Linked DNA regions of Mus musculus: region 1 is linked to region 2. The links are chromatin contacts, called in public HiChIP or PLAC-seq maps. All regions are on one chromosome and are shown on one strand. Each heading gives the region's core, a stretch centred on a gene start, on an enhancer-like site or on the middle of the called end of the contact. The rest is flanking DNA. Distances are from core to core; before and after follow the strand shown.

Region 1 (3,136 bases), core at 598-3,097, 160 kb before region 2:
GTCTGGAGGGCTTCCTGTGGGTGAGAAGTAGTAGGCCCATGTACCCAATATTAATGCTTCCCAGGCACAATGTCTGGAGGTGGGTGCAGGTAGTACTGTACAAGGTCATAGAGGATGTGACTATAGCTAGGTGAGATGCTTGGACAACTGCTTAGCCCTGTGTTCTCTGATGGAGCAGTCTTGCACGGGTTACCAGATGATGTATCTGAGAAAGAACTTAATAACGTCTATTCCCAAAAATGATTTAAAAATATTTCTGTGGACCTTGAGAGATGGCTCAGTGGTTAAGAGCACTTCCTATTCTTCCAAAGAACCCAGGTTCAGTTCCCAACAACCTCATTAGGCAGTTCACAACTGCCTGTGAACTTCAGCTCCAGGGGATCTGACACCTCTGAGGACACACATACACACACACACACACACACACACACACACACACACACACACACACACACACACACGACATACACTCATAAACACACATATACATAAAGAAAACTATTTGAGCTGGGTGGTGGTGGAGCAAGCCTTTAATCCCAGCCAGAGCCAAGTGGATTTCTGTGAGCTTGAAGCCAGCCTGATCTACAGAGTGAGTTCCAGGACAGCCAGGGCTACACAGAGAAACCCTGTCTCCCAAAACAAAACAAAACAAAACAGCCAAACAACAAGAACAAAATTAAATGTTCCTGTGATGATCCTTTGATGACAGCTTGACAGAATCCCATGTAGCCTAAGCTGCCTTTGAACTTTGTGGCAGCGGATGCTGGCCTTGAACTCCTGATCCTCTTGCTTCTTGCCCTCTCCCAGTGCTGGGATTAATTACAGGCCTGTGCTACCATACCCAGCTTCTTTTGGGTTCCTTCCTGCCCCCTACTTGCCTCCCAATCCAGCTCATTCTCTTCCCTATTCCTCTTTGGGGTCCTGCAGACCATTGCTTTCCCCTAGTTAGAAACTGGAGGACCCAAGGACAAGGTTCTGTCCTGATTAGGTTTCTGTCCAGAGCTCTTCCTGGCTTACAGTCTGACCGTACCACCTTTCCATGGTGTGTACTCCTTTTTCATAGAGACCCACTCATCCCATGGGTTTAGGGCTTCTGGTGGGCTCCTTTATCCTTAGTGAGCTCCCAAACCTCTGTCTCTCCAAATTAAAGTTAAGGGTTTCATTATAATTGGGGGTGGGGAGTGGGGCGTGTGAGCAATTCTAGTCCACAGTGGTCTCCTCCCACCTCCCCATCCTCTCATCTAGTCCTGCTCCTCATCTATTCCCTCCACCCACCCACCCACCCACCCTTCAATCCAATGGCAAGATCACTCTTGGAAGAGGTCATTTCTTCCAGCTCCTCCCGTTTTTTTTTTTTTTTTTTTTTTTTTTTTTTTTTTTTTTTTCAGGCCTCTGGTCCTTTGGTGCTGTCTGTTTCCTTTACCCCTGCGTGTCCCTTTCTGCTATCTCCATCCTATTGCAGCTCTGAGACACTACCTCTACGAGCCTTCCTTTGCTGCAAGGGACTGGCTTCCTGCATTTCTGTTCTGGTCGGTTTTTGCCCTTCTGTCCACAGAGAGGTGTGGCCACAGTGCCATGACGTTCTGAAGCCACAGTTCCAGTCAGAGAGAGAAAGACACTTGTGAGCATGACCCCCAGGTCTTAGGCTTTCTCCACTTAACAGCTGGGACTTACAGACAGGGGCTGGTCCCTCCTCTCACTTCCTCTAAGGCTCAGTGCTGAAAGTGGCTGAGCACCTCAGGTCTTTGTGGTGGGCGGGGCGTTTTGCTGGAGTTTTATTGACCCTGTGCTTCCGGACAAGCCACAGAGGAAAACCAGAAAAACCCCTTCTTCCGTGTTTTGGGGAAATTTCTGACATTTTGCCCGCCCTCTCAAATCAGCGCTCAACTATGTGGCAGGGTTTGCACGTGGGTGGGCTGGTAGAGGAAGCTGGAAAACCTTTGAATTTGAGAGGCTGAGAGGTCTTCTCCTGTCTGTCCTCACCTAGGAGGGGTGCCTTGCCACCTGCTGACAGTCACTTCCCAGTTCTCTGCTGACATACCTGTGGTGACAACTCACTGCCTGCCTCATAAAATGACCAACAGCACTTATGATTCAGGCCACTACAAAGGAGGCCTGGCTCTTTCCCCACAGTAGCACATAAACCTCATAGGAAGCCAGAGAAGGAACTTGAACACGGTCCACAATCACCTGAGCTCAACCCTGAGCTCCTTCAGCCTTCCTTGGTGTTCTGGACCCCAGGCCTTGTTCAGGGTTGGGATGGTGAAGGCCCTGGTGTCTCTCCAGCTTCTATTCATGAGTCAGAAGAACATAGGTTCACCAAATATGATCCAGGCCCTGCAACAGGAGACTCAATGATTGCTGTAAACAGAGATAGCCATCCTGAAGAGTGTGGGAGTATTTCAGGTAGATAAATTTAGATACTGAAATTTAACTCCCCAGTCGTGACGAAAGGAATATGCCACCAAGCCAGATTTCATCAATTTTAACCAGAAATTCAGTAGAAAAAGCCAGACCATCCATCTTGAAAAACGCTCAAGGGATGGGGCTTATCGGTTGGTGGTCTGATGGTCATGTGCCCATGTTGAGCCAATCACAATGGTGAGAAAGATAACACGTTCTGATTGGTCTGTTGGAGTCACATGCCTATTCTGAGGCGATGATGGAGAAAAATGAAATGTTCTGATTAGCCCACCTCGGTCATGTGCTTAACCTGTGGTGAAGCAGTGGGAAACATACGTGACTGAACAAACATGACAGGCTCTGGCAGAACAGATAGAACCTGGCAGATATCATGTACCCTTTGCCTCCGTCATCATCCTGCATCTCCTGTCCTCTAAGTTTGGGAGGAAGATTGCTGGGTGGTTCCAGGGCCTCTCAGTCAGCTTGAATCAGTATCTTCATGGCCTTAACTCCCCATAGTCCCCCCAGTTCCCTCAGAGAATCAGGACCTCTGCTGAGAGTGACAGCCAGCACTCAGACTATACTTGCTGAACTTCACCGACGCTTCACCCTTGTCCACTCTAGGAGAAACAGATCATATTGTCACTATGAGTGAGGTCGCTGCAATTGTCCATGGTCACGGATTGTCAGTTGGCAGGCCAGGAATGCCAGATCTTCCCCATTCTTGGGCTGC
Region 2 (2,842 bases), core at 22-2,521:
CCCAAAATTAGATACTTTCAGATACTCACATGTACTCCTATTCACATACACACATCATGTACTTACACTGTAATAGTAAATTTTTTTTAAAAAGGCATTCCTTTCTAGATGAGCTGTTTTCATGATTTGATCCTGTTTTTATCTGCAGACACTGAATATCTTAGTGGTAAAATGTTAGATCATGCCCTACTCTGCATTTTAAAATAACCTGGGCATTTGTTTCTTACCATGTTTGGAGGTGTTCAGGGTCAGCATGAGATTTGCCAGCATTTTCACTCTGTATTTGGGAAGGCTAGGACTCTGAGCATGAGCAGCCAGAGAACTCTAGAGCTGAGCTCGGAGGCACTCCTAGGCACTGGTGTCTGCCTTGTAGGAGTCTGAGTGGCATTTCTAGATAGCAGAGATGCCATCATTCTCGCGACATGCTCTCCCCACTCCTTGCTAGTCTCCAGCCTTCATGTACTCTATTGAGTACAAACTCATCATTGTGTGTGGCTATAGGACTTCCTGGAATCCCCACCTGCAGTGCCTGTTTGTTTCCCTGCTAGGAAAAGAGATAAGCCTTGAGGAGTTGAGATCAACCTTGATTGTAAGCTCATCAGAACAATGAAGATAGTAGTAAAGAGCCGACCATTGTTGATCTGTCATTGGTGCTAAAGTCTCTGTTTCTTCATAGCACTTCTGGCACTAGCTATGTAGGGCCTTCCCTACATCATTTTCTAACTGTAGTAACCTGCTGGGCATGCTCCAAGTGGTATAGCTACCTGCAGTTAGGAAGCTTGGGCCTACTTCGGACACCAGCCACAGGTCCAGGTGTCTCTTGTTTCTGACTAACCAGCAACAGCTTAGGGGTTCACACAGTCCCCTCCCTCAGATCCAGTAAGTCGATGTAAAAGCCTGTTGAACTCAGGGGAAGCAGGTTCACTAGCTCATTACAGAGCTGCAAGAGGAGAACAAGGATGTCCCAGGGTCAGGGGCAGTGGGACCTCTTTTGCATGCATTAGAGTTCCATCTTCTCTTGTGCACACTGGGCAACTGTGAGTCCAGTGTGCATGCTTTATTGAGGAGCTCCATAGCGCTTATGATTGCAGTTTGTCTCTAGCCCCTCTCCCTCTCTGGAGGTGTAGGGAGTGTGATGGGAATTGACAGTGAGTTCTTTGGAATGTGTCAGTAATAGATCTTTATTTTGAGATCACACTAAGTGTGAGACAGGAGGTAAACTGTAGTCAGAAATGGTAATCTAGTTCTGCAGCAGTGTTTTGTTTCTCTCCCCTCCCAGGAAAGGGAATGAGCTCATTTCTATGCCATGTGAGTCTGTATAAGGGCAGACAAGTGTGCTCTAAAGTTAGCTGTGGATGAAGAATTGCCAAACTACTGCAAGACATTTTTACAAAAAGATTCCAATTTTTGTTAAGCCAAATCACAGTACGGATTTTAATGACAAAATTTTTCTTGTCTTTGTTTTTGAGGATTTGATTTTAGGTGGCAGTACCTACAAAGATTGCCTTTTCTTCAAGGTATATGTGGTTGTGTTCTCTCTCTCTCTCTCTCTCTCTCTCTCTCTCTCTCTCTCTCTCTCTCTCTCTCCTCTCTCTCTCTGTTATTCTGAATAAAACAAAACATCTTTATGGGATTCAGTAGTCAGTTCACATTCATGTACTTAAAACAAAACAAATGAAGCCCCTAAATGCTGACCGTTTGAAATACTTTGCTGTATGCAAAGCCTGCTTTATTACTTTTTGTGTGGCTGCTTTAGGGGAGTTACTTCTTGCCTGTATAGGAAAGCTTTACTTAAGGCCTGTATTAAAGGTCTTTTTAGTTCTGGCTAGTACTTCTTGAATGACCTCACTTTATATTCAGAAATCCCAGGAAAGCTGCTGTGTTACAGACTCCTGGGTTGTTTAGTGGAATTCCATAAGGCTGTGTGGCATGTGTCTTTTGTCTAGATCCCTGTGATCTGGTGTACTTAGCATGCAGTTCAGCTCATCTGACCTCAGTGCTGATGGATGGTTTCTGAGTTGATACTTTTTTCTTATGCTCTGCATTTATACTTGTCTGTTGATGTTCTTGCCCATGTGGGGTGTGTCTACTGCAATGTCCAGTGGCCCAAGAACAGCAAATACTCCTGACTTGGCACATGTAGATCCCTGGAGCACTGGTGCCCTCTGCCCCAAGGTTTTATGGCTCCTACATGTGGGACAGTTTCCTCTGAAACCTGTTTTACTGAGGATATGTTTGGATTCTGGCATATGTTTGTCTTTTCTTTTTCTCAACCATAGCTTCTGCTTAAACCATAATTTCTAAGTCAGAGTCATTCAAAAGCTTGGGGTTGATCTCCTCAAGCTATTGATTTATTTAAACTAACTGCAGAGAGGATGTAGATGTAAGTCAAATAAAAGAGTAACAAACTCTCTGGAGTTTAAGTATACCGTACCGAGGCACTTTTACTGTGGAAACATTTAAATGATAGCATTTACCTAGTAATGCTCCTTAGACAAATGCAGGAAGTTTGCACTACTGATCGTTTTGATTACTGCTCAGAAAGCAGAGGCTGTGGCTTTTCAACTTTTTCAAAGCTGAGGAGTCAGCTTTGCTGCAGCCCCAGAGAGCCACACTTTTCATACTCCTAGGAATGGTACCTGTGATGGGCGAGAAGGGGCTGTCTCACCATGCAGAAGCCACACACAGACAGGCCTCTGAGGGGTCATGCAGACCCAGGGAAGTTGAAAACACCAATGACTAGTTGACTCTGGAATCAACTTTTCCACTTGCAATCAGCCAAAGCACTCAGCGAGAAAGAGGACGGTCTTTTCAAGAGAATCCCAAGGTTGGCTTTACTCTG

Evidence for each region. HiChIP or PLAC-seq counts read pairs in DNA pulled down with a chosen protein or histone mark.
Region 1: a contact with region 2 is called in an H3K4me3 HiChIP or PLAC-seq map of bone marrow-derived macrophages, with 2.5 times the contacts expected there. The contact joins two enhancer-like sites. A contact is called at or near these places in 5 of 39 promoter capture datasets (embryonic stem cells, liver, macrophages and 1 more), 3 of 484 Hi-C or Micro-C datasets (the AML12 cell line, bone marrow-derived macrophages and embryonic stem cells), 3 of 115 datasets of contacts at active chromatin or transcription factors (bone marrow-derived macrophages and embryonic stem cells) and 4 of 9 other capture datasets (adipose tissue, embryonic stem cells, liver and 1 more).

Annotation. Positions count from the first base shown.
Region 1 is chr4:145,299,027-145,302,162 of GRCm38.p6, reverse strand. All of the region lies in intron 2 of Tnfrsf8 (tumor necrosis factor receptor superfamily, member 8), which reads left to right. Among named protein-coding and RNA genes, the nearest start is that of Tnfrsf8, 15 kb to the left of the region's middle. Within about 2 kb of position 1,847, at least 89 of the 459 cell types and tissues checked have an H3K27ac peak or open chromatin away from gene starts, as enhancers often do. A contact at or near this core is called in bone marrow-derived macrophages, where this site is marked.
Region 2 is chr4:145,135,355-145,138,196 of GRCm38.p6, reverse strand. All of the region lies in intron 25 of Vps13d (vacuolar protein sorting 13D), which reads left to right. Among named protein-coding and RNA genes, the nearest start is that of Vps13d, 58 kb to the left of the region's middle. Within about 2 kb of position 1,271, at least 13 of the 459 cell types and tissues checked have an H3K27ac peak or open chromatin away from gene starts, as enhancers often do. A contact at or near this core is called in bone marrow-derived macrophages, where this site is marked.